Linked DNA regions of Sus scrofa: all the other regions are linked to region 1. Evidence: chromatin contacts called from public targeted proximity ligation data. All regions are on one chromosome and are shown on one strand. The core of a region is the stretch at or near the end of the contact, and the rest is flanking DNA. Distances in the headings are between cores, read along the strand shown. Region 1 holds the start of DNAH3 (dynein heavy chain 3, axonemal). Region 2 holds the start of THUMPD1 (THUMP domain containing 1). Region 3 overlaps DCUN1D3 (DCN1-like protein 3).

Region 1 (4,280 bases), core at 800-3,299:
TATTTTTAATAAAAGCTATGTGTTGTTAGATATTAATCTTTTAAATGCTTTTTTATTTTCATACAAACAAATATATTGTTCTTACTTTATTATTTCCCAGAACAACTGTAGGGCTGGACATAGAGATATCTTTTCCATTTCTTCCTTAAAACTGATCTCCTGACCCATACCACAAATGCCTAAAAGATTCTGCCACAGTGAACAAAATTAAGAGATACATTTATTTACCACACTGAACATCCCACATGCTAATCATGTGAGATGGGAAGAGGTAGCACCTAATATCTACAGGGTCTAGAAGCAAATTAAAGTACATTTTAATCACCCTGGGTAGAGATTCTCTGCTATAATCCCTTTTGTGAAAAAGGAATCCCCTGAACAGAGGAGAACTAACCCCTCTCTTCCCATATTGTCTCAGAAGCTGTAGTTGGCACCGACTTGAATTTGCGATGCCCCCAGTACTCAGTTCCTCTAATCTCAAATCTGCAACAGGCAGAAACAAGCCCAGCTCCCTTTAATGGTCTCCCAGGGCCTTGGGAACCCAAGGTCCACTCGGACCGGTTTGGGGAGTCTAATGGGGCAAGAGTGGGTAGAATCCCACAGACACAGCAATTCCCAGATCCCCTAGTCACTTACTCCTCGGATGGGCCTCCGCAGGCACTGAGAAGTCTCCGGAGGGAAGATTTAACCCCTTACACTGCGTAGGACACAAGTTCCCCGCCTTCTCCGCGCCTTCCGGGCTGAGCCAGAACACCAGCTAACCCACCCTCGCTTCTACAGCCCGCCGCCCCTCCACGACAAAAGCCCCCAACTCTTCCATCCCTGCCCCTCCCGGGGCAAACGGAAAACCTAAACGTTCCGGCTGGGGGGAGGGGGGGCTCCGCATCCAGGGCTGGAGGAAGGAAACCTGGGGGCAGCCTCGAGGGGATCCAGGCCTCCCGCTCCTCACGTGGTTCCAATCTCCCCGCCTTCGAAGACGCGAAAGGGGGCAGGCGCCCAGTTTCTTAGGATCCAAAGGGAGGGGGGAAGGGGGATGATGAAGGTAGAGAAGGGGGTCTGCACCCGAAAGGGCACCGAGGCAGGGAAATGGGAGCTCAGGAGGGAGTCGAGTACCTAGTCATTAATTTGGGGAGAATAATCCACCTTTGGAACTTGGAGTTCCTACCAGCACTGACGGGAAAGGTGGGTCCACGTTAGAGAAGAACCTGATAAGGAGGAGGGCATCTGTGTTCATTAATTCTAAAGAGGGGGTTTGGAGACTTCCCAACCAGGTTTCCCAAGAAAGGGCAGGGTCTCCGGGCTGGGATAGGGAAGACAAACCTTTCACAAAACGTAGCAGGTGTGGATAAAGCGTGTGTGTGCGTGCGTGTGTGTGTGCGTGTCTGTCCCCCGAGGGCTCGGAGGGATGGGACAATAACCAAACCGCAGACTGAAGGGTTTAAGTCCTGGGACGCCAGCTACCTTCTCAACCCACCGCCCCCGCGCTCTGCCGTTCGTCCCGCCCCGCGAAGTCTAGCCAGTCAGGGCCCTCAGTTTCCCCGCGCCCCAGCAGCCAGCTCTCACCTGCTCCTGTCAGCCGCACCTCTTATACTCTGCAGGCGGAGCAGAGTGTGCCCGGAGCGGGAAGAGGAAGCAAAACGCAGGAAAGAGGAGCGGGAAGAGGAAGCGAGAGGCGGGGCGAGGAGCTGGAGCTCGCGCCCTCCCACCCCCTCCGCGGCCCCGCCTCGCACCTCCCTTCCCCTCCCCTCCCTCCCCTCCGCGGCCCGGCCTCGCGCCTCCTCGCCCCTCCCCTCCGCTCCGCGGCCCCGCCTCGCGCCTCCCTTCCCCTCCCTCCCTCCTCTCCGCGGCCCGGCCTCGCGCCTCCTCGCCCCTCCCATCCGCTCCGCGGCCCCACCTCGCCCCTCCCCTCCCCTCCCCTCCCTCCCCTCCCTCCTCCCTCCCCTCCCTCCCCTCCGCGGCCCGGCCTCGCGCCTCCTCGCCCCGCCCCTCCTCTCCGCGGCCCCGCCTCGCGCCTCCTCGCCCCGCCCCTCGGCTCCGCGGCCCCGCCTCGCGCCTCTCCTCTGCTCTGCTCTTCTGGGCTCACCGGGCCCAAGGTCCCAACGACCACGCGGAGGCGCTGCAAGCTGCGGCGTGGCGGCCAGAGCATAGCGCCGGGTGGCCACAGCAAAGTGCGCGGAGTCCCTCAGCCTTTCGGAGCTTCTCGGACGGGCGTTGAGTGAGGAGCTCGTGAGGAAACTGAGGCTCTGAAAGAGCTGCCCTTCCACCTCAGGCAGGTGGACTGGCGCGTGAGAATGGGCTTTCTCAGGATCATAGGGCTTCCGCTGCCTAAATACCATGAACCAAGTCTTTTGGAGGCATCTCTGGAGCTCAAGACAGACAAGTGACAGTGACGTAAGTACGACTTTGACTGGAAGGTTTTAACTGCTACTTTTCAAATGCAAATGTCATGACCCAGCGACATCCTTAAAAATGGGTTAGATTAGTGTTTCCATTTTATACATGAAAAAGTCTAATCCCAAATCCTCCGTTTCAAATCAGAGCCAGAACACATGGTCCCTGACCCGAAATCCAACCCATACAGCAGGGTTTCTCAGCTGGACATCACTGCTGATATTTTGGTCAAGAAGATTCTGTGTTGAGGGGGCTGTCCTGTGTATTGTAAGATGTTTAGCAGCATCCACGGCCTCAACCCACTAGATGCCAGTAGTACTTTCCTTCCTAGCAGATGACCAAAAATGTCCCCAAACATTAGCAGATGTCCCCTGGGGGGCACAGTTGTCTAGGTTGAGAACAACTGCCATAGGACATACTGGTAAAGACCATGAACTGGGGTCCAGCAGTCCCGGGCTGTGGTCCCAGGTCAGACTTTTACTGTGTAACCTTAGAGGAATTATCTCTCTGAGCTCAGCTTCGTCTGTGAAAGGGAGAGGGGGATAGACTTGAGGACTCAGGCCCTTTCCATCCAGGGACCTGTTTTCATCCATCTCTCCTCTGTGACTCGTGTCCATAGCAACCTGGAAAATAACTCTTTAGGAAAGAGAAAAGCAATCACAGGTTTGTAGTTAGGGCTGGTGAGTACAATAATGGCTGTGAAGAACTTAGCACCTATCTGGCACATAGAAGGGACTAAAAATATTTAATGTATTTGTTTTTCCTCCCTCATCATATCAAGTTTTCCTAGTTTATTTATTTTTATTTTTTATTTTTTTATTGTGGTATAGTTGACATATAACAAATATCAGGTGTGCAACATAATGATTTGATATTTGTGTACATTGCAAAATGATCACAATAAGCCTAGTTAATGTCTGTCATCATGTATAGCGTTTTTTTTTTCCTTGTGGTGAGAACTTTTAAGATTTACTCTCTTAAAAACTCTCAAATATGCCATACAGTATTATTACCTATAATTGCCATGCTGTCTATTAATCCCCCTGACTTACTTATTTTATAACTGGAAGTCTGTACCTTTTGATTTCCTTCACTGACTTTGCCCATCCATCAATGATGTATTACTTCTACCAAGTAGTATTTCCAGAAATAATTAGGCTGGTGGATAGAGAAATAAGTTTAGGGGTCATAATAATAATAAGCTTAGGGTCCTCTCTTCCTCCACCACATCCAGGAAAGAGGGAGCTAGTGGTGACGATAGGAGGACATAGGCAGAAATGTCTTCCTAAATTCTCATGTTTCAGGCAGTCATGTCTGGTTTCATGCCTTTTTTCAACTGCAGTATGATGGATGCCCCCCCAGGAAAGGGTTGGTTGTTTTTTTGTTGATTTTGTTTTTCTTTAAAAGAAAACATTGCAACCCTCCTTCCCTGATGGGTGTCGCTTTGCAAAGCTGAATTGGGGCCTCCACTTAAAATTGTGTTCAAGGGTGCCATCTAGGGGGAACCTCTGTGAATCCTCTAATTCCTTCTACCTGTGGCTTTTTTGTAGCGTCCACCAGATTTTGCTTTCTTGAGTTTTTGGCTGCTTCCTCTACCACATTACATATTTCCTGATGGTTGGAATCTTAATATCTCTCCATAGCACAAGGACTTGGCCCTTGCTAACCATTCGATGGGTCAATAAAATAAATCCATGTGCAGCCTCGTCTACATCTTTCCACAATTAGTTACCCTGGCTAAGCCACTATTTCAAGCCTCAGGAAAGATCCTCCAGAAGCATTGGATTCTGAATAAGAAATATGAGAAAATTTCCAGTAACAGATTGAAACTTTAAGCTATGAACATCACAAAAATGGGAACAATCTGGAACATAGCTAACCTCTTGTCC
Region 2 (4,280 bases), core at 565-3,064, 370 kb after region 1:
TAGTCCTGTTTACAGGTGATTGTGTTTAGGGTGCAGTTAAGCCAGGGAGAAGGACAAGGAAAGTCTCTAAGCTGTTCAGTTTTAAAGTATTCATTTCTAAAAGAAGCATAGGGATCTAACTTTTTTCTTGGGTGTATAAGATGCCTATATTATTACGTGTATTCCTTGAGAGGGAACCAGGATCCTGCCTCAAGGCTGTACAGTTGCCTGACTGTTCCTCCCCTCCCTGATCAGTAACTATCTGACCATGTCCCTATAGGAACTCAGGGAAGGTCATGGTAGCTGAGTAAGACTCATTTCCTAAGAACAAGAAATGGGGTACACAAAAAGGCTTTTGCACCCAGGAGCCCCACAGTCCGGTTTCGCTATCACTTTATCGATCATTTTGGGAGCTGAATTCAGTTGAAAAACTTTGAGCACCTACTATGGGCTAGGCACTATGCTAGGCACTGAGGATGAAAAGAAAAACTAAACAATTTCAGCGAGCTCTCTCTGTGCCTCCTGACACCACAGCAAGGCCAGTGTAATGAGACTTCTTTTCACAAGCAACTGAGGACCTCCAGAAATAGATGCTGCACAATCTCCACCAATGACATTTTGAAAAGTAAAGGCGGAAGCAAAGGTGAAAGCCAAAAATAAGATTTTTGGATATAATGGTCAATCTGGGGTTAGAATAAAAGATGACTTTCAGTTCAATGACCCTTTTGCAGATTACTTCCATTGGAATTTGTGGGAACTCAAATCTGGCAACAACTTTTGTACTGGAGCAGTAGTTGAGGGTGAGTGCTGCCCACCATAGCTGTTAACCAAAGGTCTTTGCAGCCATCAGCCACTGCATCCACTGGATGGTGAGCCCTGAAGAAACTCAGGATGGAAACAGAATGCCAGCCATCAAACCATCAGACACTGTAGCCACCAACTCCCACCTGTTCCTCCCCCCCCCCCAGTGTACCCTCAAGAGACTCCGGATGAGAAAGCACAGGACACTGGCCCTAGATAGCTGAGGTGCATATCAAAGGAATGATTTCAGTGAACCCTGACTCTTGCATTTCCCATACATGGAAAAGCACTAAATCCCTTAACCAGAAATAATCTTTTGATGTTCATACTATCTGGTCTTGGTTGCAAAAACTCCTATATATCCTGACTCCTCTCTTACCTCTTTGGAGCAGTCCTTAGAGTTATCAGATAGGCTGTGTCCTGGGCTTAAGACCTGAGTGTTGTCCGCATAATAAAGCATGATTCTCATCTTTTAGGTTGTGCTCCCCCCACCCCCAGTCAATAGTAGGGAGCATTTATTCCTCCTGAACACAGTCTTCAAAAGTGGCATCTTTTCAGTTTAAAAAAGATAACACATTATCATGATAGTTGCTGAGGCTGCGGATAAAAGCACAGAGAAAGCAGTGTGAAACACTTATACAAACCACTATTCTTAGTTCTAAGTCATATGGAAACAAGTTCTGGCAAATTTAGGCTAGAAAGGATTTTATTGGAAGCTTTTGGGAAGTTGACAGAATTATAACGACGGCGGGAGGAACAAGTGCCACGGAGGGTAAGAGACTCTAGGCGGCTGGAACCAGCATCAAGGTTCTAGAAAGCGCCCCACCACCAGTTTTGGAATCTGGACAGCAGGAATACGCTGTCACCAGAGACGGGCCACTTCTCCAGTAAATCACCTCCTTCCGGTGGTGAGGTGAAAGCGACTAGCTGTCAATCATCGCCGGGGACGGACCTCACGCCACCACTCTGCAGCCTTCCGCCGCGGGCTTTAGGACCCTGTAGTCGGAAGGAGGCTTGGCGGAAGGACTTCTAGAGGTCGTCGCGCACACATGACATAAGCAGCCCGCGCCTGCAGAGGTGAGGGCGCCAGGCCCGCGGAGAAGCACGTTGCCCGCCTGCTTCAGTTCTCAAGCACTATGGCGGCCCCCGTCCAGCAGCCTCTTCAGCCTGGTGGCGGGAAGCGCAAGGGCAAGGCTCAGTACCTGCAGGCCAAGCGGGCTCGGCGCTGCGAAGGCGGCGGGCCCCGGCAGTTGGAGCCGGGGCTACAGGGCATTCTCATCACCTGCAACATGAATGAGCGCAAGTGTGTGGAGGAGGCCTACAGTCTGCTCAACGAATACGGCGACGACATGTACGGGCCAGAAAAGGTACCGGCTCGGGGAAGAGCAGGCGGACCAAGCGGCCTTTCAGGGAGGAGGAAAGGGTGGCAGGCCAGCTCCTGTATACGCATGCGCGAGTTTAGCCGCACCCGTAGCGATGAGGGGGCGTGGTTTGCCTCTGTTCCCCTAGGAGCCCCAGGGTGCCTCGGTTCCCCACCTCTACCCGGTCCTGTGCTTCAAATTCTAGCGCTTTGGGCGTTTCCCGCCTCTTCGTTAATCACGATGGTGGCTCCAATTTATAGATTGCTTTTTGCGGTTCAGACTTTGTTTCTGAAGACCTTTCAGAAACGTGTACGTCTCGCGGTAACCTCGTGAAGTATTGCTCACGAGGACACAGGTTCATGTAGGTTAGGTTCTAGGTGGTTCAAGTTCTCAAGGGCACAAACTTCATTCGTCCTTACGGTTTCTGCTATCTTACTACCGTTTAAACATTGCGACTGTTCTAATGTGTTAGTCTTCAGCAATAACATCTCTGAAATAGTGGTTTTAGTACTAGTCTAATAGTTGCTTCTCAAATAGATATAAAAATACATTTCAAAAAGTAAAAACTTTTGTAACAGTACCGTCTAAAATCTAATTGTCCCATCACAGTTTGGAAATAATATTATTGGCGTAGGATTTGGACCCATGCACACATGCACACCCCAAGGAATTAAACGGGAGGGGGTTAAAATTCAGAGGATTGTCATTTACTAGCTCAGTTGGATGGGCTTGTCATTTAATTCTGCTGAGCTAGATAAAAAAGAGAATAATGATAGGACTTTGAAAGATTGGCTAAAAGGTTGCTTATGGACACAAAATAACATCCTGGTATGCAACAAAAGCTCCATAAATGTGTAAAATTACCATTAGTGCCTGATTGGCAACCATGTTAGTGGGGCAGAGAACTGGGCAATAAGTGTATGTCTTGTCTGTACTGATACCTTGAGCAAGGTCTCAAACTTTTTCTGTACTGGATACCACAGTAGAACAGGAGTAAGGATTTTTAACTTCATAACTATTTGGTTTAATCTCACGAAAGTGTGGTGTCATGTCAGGCACAAAGGTATCTTTTGATGGGATTAAGGTCCACCCTGAAATGATTCATCTGGTGAGCACATTTCACTCTGTCCCAGACTGTCAGGGTTTTGAAAGCGTTTTCAAATTGTATGTACCTCAGTCTGAGGGAACTCCTTTCTTCCTCCACATTTTGGCAGGAGTGATGTCTTAATAAAGAGCTTTCTTGTCAATATTGAGTCCTCTGCCACTGGGTTTCATAGAAGTAGTGACAGTTTTAACACGGGCTGTTGTGGCATTTCTGCTCATTAGTTTTATGCAAACAGTTTTCAGACAAGGATCAGCAACCCTCAGGGAGTGAGGGAGAAGACGATGATGATGTGGAGGCTGCCTTGAAGAAAGAAGTTGGTGACATTAAGGCATCCACAGAGATGAGGTTAAGAAGATTCCAGTCAGTGGAGAGTGGAGCAAATAATGTCGTCTTCATCAGGACTCTTGGCATAGGTGTGTCTGACTAATACACCTTAAGATTATTGATCCCATAATATCTGGACTTCTGTCTTAGAGAACACTGCCTACAAATGGCTTCATGGATATGGCTCAGTTGATCATTTGGTTGCATCCTCTACACTCAGTTAACACAGGCATATAGAGAGGTAGAAAGGGGTGGTGGAAATAGCTTTGGCTTAGGAGTGGAAATCTGGCTTTGCCACTTCCTTTGTCTGTAACTTTAGACAAAACAAGAGTACATGTTCTGCCTAAAGGAGCAGCTGCCACTTCACCCCAGCCAATCTGGAATGGCTCCAGCCATTTGGGAATATAGTCTTAGGAGAGCCAAATCTACTGATTTTTTTTCAAAAGAAGTTGGAAACCTGGAAAAGTTTTTATTTATTTATTTGTTTGTTTATTTATTTTGTCTTTTCGTCTTTTTTAGGGCCGTACCCGCGGCGTATGGAGGTTCTCAGGCTAGGGGTCCAATTGGAGTTACAGCTGCCAGCCTGCGCCACAGCCACAGCAATGCCAGATCCAAGCTGTGTCTGCGACCTATGCCATAGGTCACAGCAATGCCAGATCCTTAACCGACTGAGCGAGGCCAGGGATTGAACCCATAACCTCATAGTTCCT
Region 3 (4,280 bases), core at 1,064-3,563, 280 kb after region 1:
GCTCTGCAAATCATTCTCTAGCTCTCAATTCTGACCTAGATCCAAAAGCGTTAGTCTGCCTGGGAAGTTAAGGCAAGGGAGTTAGCCTCCTAACCTCTTCCACTTCCTTTCCTTCCAAGGATGTCCTGACCTATGAAAGCTGTAATGGTCTTTTGTGGGTATAACATTCTTCCTATGTAACATTCCAATCCTGATTTTCTTCTTACCTCAGGGGTGCTGAGAAAGTCCTAGTGGAATATGGCAGCAATGCAGTCAGCAGCAGAGCATCTAACTTTTAAATAGTATTTTGTAATCCATGCTGCTGAGGACTCCATAGGCCGACAATATTTACCTGGGGTGGTGCTGAAATTGCTAGTATATCACAATACAGAGCTATAAAACAATATGGTACTAGCGTTAAGACAGAAGACAGAGACACAAGGCTGTTGTATACGTGGGCTGACATAATAAATAATGTAGGCTCTTTTACTGCATTTTAAGTAAGATAAATTGGATTAAATCTAAGTATTTGTGGGAAGAGTTACCATATGCTAAAATTTAAGTCCCAGGAGGAATAAAGGTATAAAAATTAAATCATTCAAAACTATATATATATATAAATGGATATTAAATTGCTCTCTGGTTATGTCAAGACTTTCTACCCATAAAAGCAAATAGAAAAAAATCATAACAAGAACAAACTTCTAAAACGTACTACCTTTAAAAACTAGGAACGTTTTTGCAATAATTGACAGGATACCTTAAAAAATAAGTATGGAAAAGAGAACAGAAACATGGGCAAAAGATATGGACAACTCACTAAAGAAAATTGGCCAAAAAGCTTCTGGAAAAAAGGATATTGAATCTTTCAACCTAAAGGGGATTCAAACAAACAGAAATTAAACCTATAATGAAACTTTTAACCTATCAAACTGACAAAGATATGAAACAAATTGATGCTAGCAAACACAAACTTTCCTGGAATTTAAAAAACTTTCAGTGGGAATTCCTGCTGTCACGCAGTGGGCTGATGATCCGACTTGTCTCTGGTGTTGCCAGTTTGATCCCCAGCCTGACACAGTGGGTTAAGGACCCGGTATCACCACAGCTGTGGCATAGGTCACAGATGTGACTGGGATTTGATCCCTGGCCTGGGAACTCCTAAATGGAGCAGGTGTGGATGAAAAAGCAAAAAAAATTAAATAAATTTTTAAAAAATCCCCCCCCCCAAAAATAAAACCTTCAGTGTTCATAGTCTTTAGACCAATCATTTCACTTCTAGGAATTTTTCCTCAAGAAATATTATCTGCCAAAGATGTGGCAAGGATATGACTGGCAGCATCATTTGGGAATAACTTCAGTGTTGACCACAGAGGACTGTTTTAGAAATTATGACACACATCAACACACTGGAATATTATGCAGCTATTAAAAACTGCTTTTGAATAATGGAAAGATTGTAAAATAGTGGCATTAGATGTAATTTTAACTTTTTTGGATTTTTCAGGTTTCTATTACTGGGTTTCCTTTATAATAGGGAAGGTATTACAAGGGGGGGAAGAAAAAAGGAAATGAAATTGAACATGGCTGAGTATCCTGAACAACCCAACCCCACTATGGGTGAGGAGGCCAGAGAAGTTGGGGAGTAGTACGTTCAAAGCCTAAACCAAGAGTTCTGTGAAAATCTTTCAAGTTGCTTTTTTCCCCTAAATGAAAAGCTGCTTCTCCAGCAGCTGCCTTGGCAGCTCTGCACTGGCTGTCTAGAAGGGTGTGGGAGGAAAAATGCACAAACGCACTTATGAATGGAATGTGTGTTTTGCAAGAGGCCAAGTTGGCAGCTTTGGCTTCCAAAAGACCGAGCATCAGCTGAAAGAACAGTGTGTGCAGACTGGGGCCTCAGAGACCTTATGGTCTGGGCCCATCTCTGCAGAGTTCTGGAGTGGGGGCCCATTGGGAAACTTCCAGCCCCACCCATTCAGGAAAAGAAATGGCTCTGACTAGTCCTAGGAGCAAAGGGAGTGCTTTTGGCACAGGGAGCCCTCATCTGCTCTATTATCCTGCAGTTAGAAGATGATCCTCAGTACAATGTAGGCTTTCCCTAATTTAATTCTTAAAACAACCTTGTTTAGTAAGTACTAATGTTGCCATTTTTACAATGAGGAAACTGAGGCTCAGAGAGGGAAAATAATTCATATCCAGATCACTATTTGGTCATTTTCCAAAAACTGAGTTTTTGAATAGTCATAATAATCCTTAAAAGTAGATATATCCCCACAGAGCTGTGTAAATGGACTTCAGGTTAAGTGACTTGCCCAGGAGCAGAGCTGAAGCACCAACCTAGGCAGACATTTATTTTGTCTCTCAGGACTGGAGTCTCATGAGGTAGACAGCAGCTAAGCTCCCACAGCTTTGGAACTCAGCTGCAGCAGGAAAGAAATCCTGCAACACGTTTGGTTTCAAGGTGTTCTCAGGACCTTGCAGCTGAGGTCAGCAGTATACCTGGGGAACTTGGCTCTTTACAAGGGAACTTCAAAAACTGTAGTATCTCAATTCCAAATCAAGCTCTTCAGTTTGGCCTCCTGGTTGCCAACTTTCATAGGGCCAGACTTTTTTTTTTTTTTTTTTGGTCTTTTTAGGGCCCCACCCACAGCACATGGAGGTTCCCAGGCTAGGGGCTGAGTCGGAGCTATAGCTGCCAGCTTATACCACAGCCAGAGCAATGCCAGATCTGAGCCACATCTGCCACCTACAAACCCACTGAGCAAGGCTAGGGATTGAACCTGCATCCTCATGAATACTAGTCAGATTTGTTTCCGCTGAGCCACAACGGGACCTCCCATAGGGCCAGATCTTAATAGAAGTTACATTTAAAAGGCTAAACACTGGGAATTCCTGTTGTGGATCAGTGGTAACAAGCCCAACTAGTATCCTGAGCTGCGGTGTAGGTGTAGGCCGCAGTTGTAGACTGGATTTGACGTGTAGCCTGGGAATTTCGATATGCTGCACATGCAGACCCCAAAAAAGCAGGAAAAAGAAAAAGAAAAAGTGAAACACTGCCTCAAATATCCAAATTTGCAAGTTACTTTTCAATAGAATGCTTTTTTCTAATTATAAAAGCAATATATGCTGATTTAAAAAAATACAGAAAAGCATTTGGTAAAATTCAATCTGCCAATCCCATTAGCTAGTGATAAATACTGTTCATATTTTGGCATATAAACTTCCAGATTTTGTTTCAAGCCCATGCATATCTTGGTATATTTTTTTTCTACAGAAATAGATTCACACTATACAGATATTCTGTAACTCTCCATGCTTTATACAACCTACAATATATTATGAATGCATAATCTCATCTTTATAACAATCCTAGTAAGATATGTACCATTACTATGTACCAAGCACAGAGATGTTAAATAACTTATTCAAGTTCCCACAACTAAAAAGTAGGAAAGCTGGGATTCAAGAGTCAGGGAGTCTGGATCTGGTCTTCTGCTGCTTCTTACAGATCTCTTTCACTAGAGATTTTATTTACACACGAACGCATTAATTTTAAAAATAATAACCACCTAGATTTACATTGTAATGACCCCATAATATCCCCTCTATACATGTTTTTGAGAAACTATCCTATTACTATAGGATAATTCTCTTGAAGTGGAATTGCGGGGTCCCAGCGTATAGAGCGATCTGTGAGGTTTTTTGTAATGATACGTACTGCATGCTGGACTAGTTCAGCTTTTCTGGAGTATAGCTAATATCTCTATCAGTTTCGGAACTGTGTGTACCTGTGCCCATGTCCTTTGCAATTTAGAATGTTGACAATTTGAGAGGTGATAAAAAGCAAAGGCTTTACTGAAAATGATACTTCCAGTTCTAAAGGGGAACTCTGATGTGATGGAGGCACCTATTGGTGAAACGTAACACTGCAGTCTCACTCTGAAGGGAAGGAAGTGTTCCTAAAAACTGAATTGAGGAGTTCCTGTTGTGGCTCAGTGGTTAACGAATCCCACTAGGAACCATGAGGTTTTGGGGTTTGATCCTTGGCCTTGCTCAGTGGATTAAGGATCTGGCGTTGCTGTGAGCTGTGGTGTAGGCCACAGATTCGGCTTGGATCTGATGTTGCTGTTCCATAGGCCGGCGGCTATAGTTCCGATTGGACCCCTAGCCAGGGCACCTCCATGTGCCACGGGTGCAGCCCTAGAAAAGACCAATAAATAAATAAATAATAAAAACTGAATTGAAAGGGGGCTTCCAGTGTTGGTGAAAAGCTAAGAGTCTTCAACTTTCCTCTCTGTTGG

Evidence for each region.
Region 2: a targeted proximity ligation map of alveolar macrophages shows a contact between it and region 1. A contact is called at or near these places in 1 of 5 promoter capture datasets (fetal liver), 1 of 47 Hi-C or Micro-C datasets (skeletal muscle) and 2 of 2 datasets of targeted methods (alveolar macrophages and skeletal muscle).
Region 3: a targeted proximity ligation map of skeletal muscle shows a contact between it and region 1, with 9 times the contacts expected there. A contact is called at or near these places in 12 of 47 Hi-C or Micro-C datasets (alveolar macrophages, embryonic fibroblasts, epiblast stem cells and 7 more) and 2 of 2 datasets of targeted methods (alveolar macrophages and skeletal muscle).

What each region holds. Positions count from the first base shown.
Region 1 is chr3:24,909,111-24,913,390 of Sscrofa11.1, forward strand. It overlaps DNAH3 (dynein heavy chain 3, axonemal), which reads left to right and starts at 2,050. Exons shown (of 66, transcript XM_021086503.1): 1 at 2,050-2,391. TMEM159 (a long non-coding RNA gene) reads right to left here and starts at 1,717. Exons shown (of 8, transcript XR_002342386.1): 1 at 1,564-1,717.
Region 2 is chr3:25,284,204-25,288,483 of Sscrofa11.1, forward strand. It overlaps THUMPD1 (THUMP domain containing 1), which reads left to right and starts at 1,815. Exons shown (of 5, transcript NM_001244282.1): 1 at 1,815-2,147; 2 at 3,482-3,659. The coding sequence starts at 1,917.
Region 3 is chr3:25,193,193-25,197,472 of Sscrofa11.1, forward strand. DCUN1D3 (DCN1-like protein 3) reads left to right here. Exons shown (of 4, transcript XM_021086516.1): 4 at 1-2,859. All of the region lies in intron 19 of REXO5 (putative RNA exonuclease NEF-sp), which reads right to left. Among named protein-coding and RNA genes, the nearest start is that of LYRM1, 43 kb to the left of the region's middle.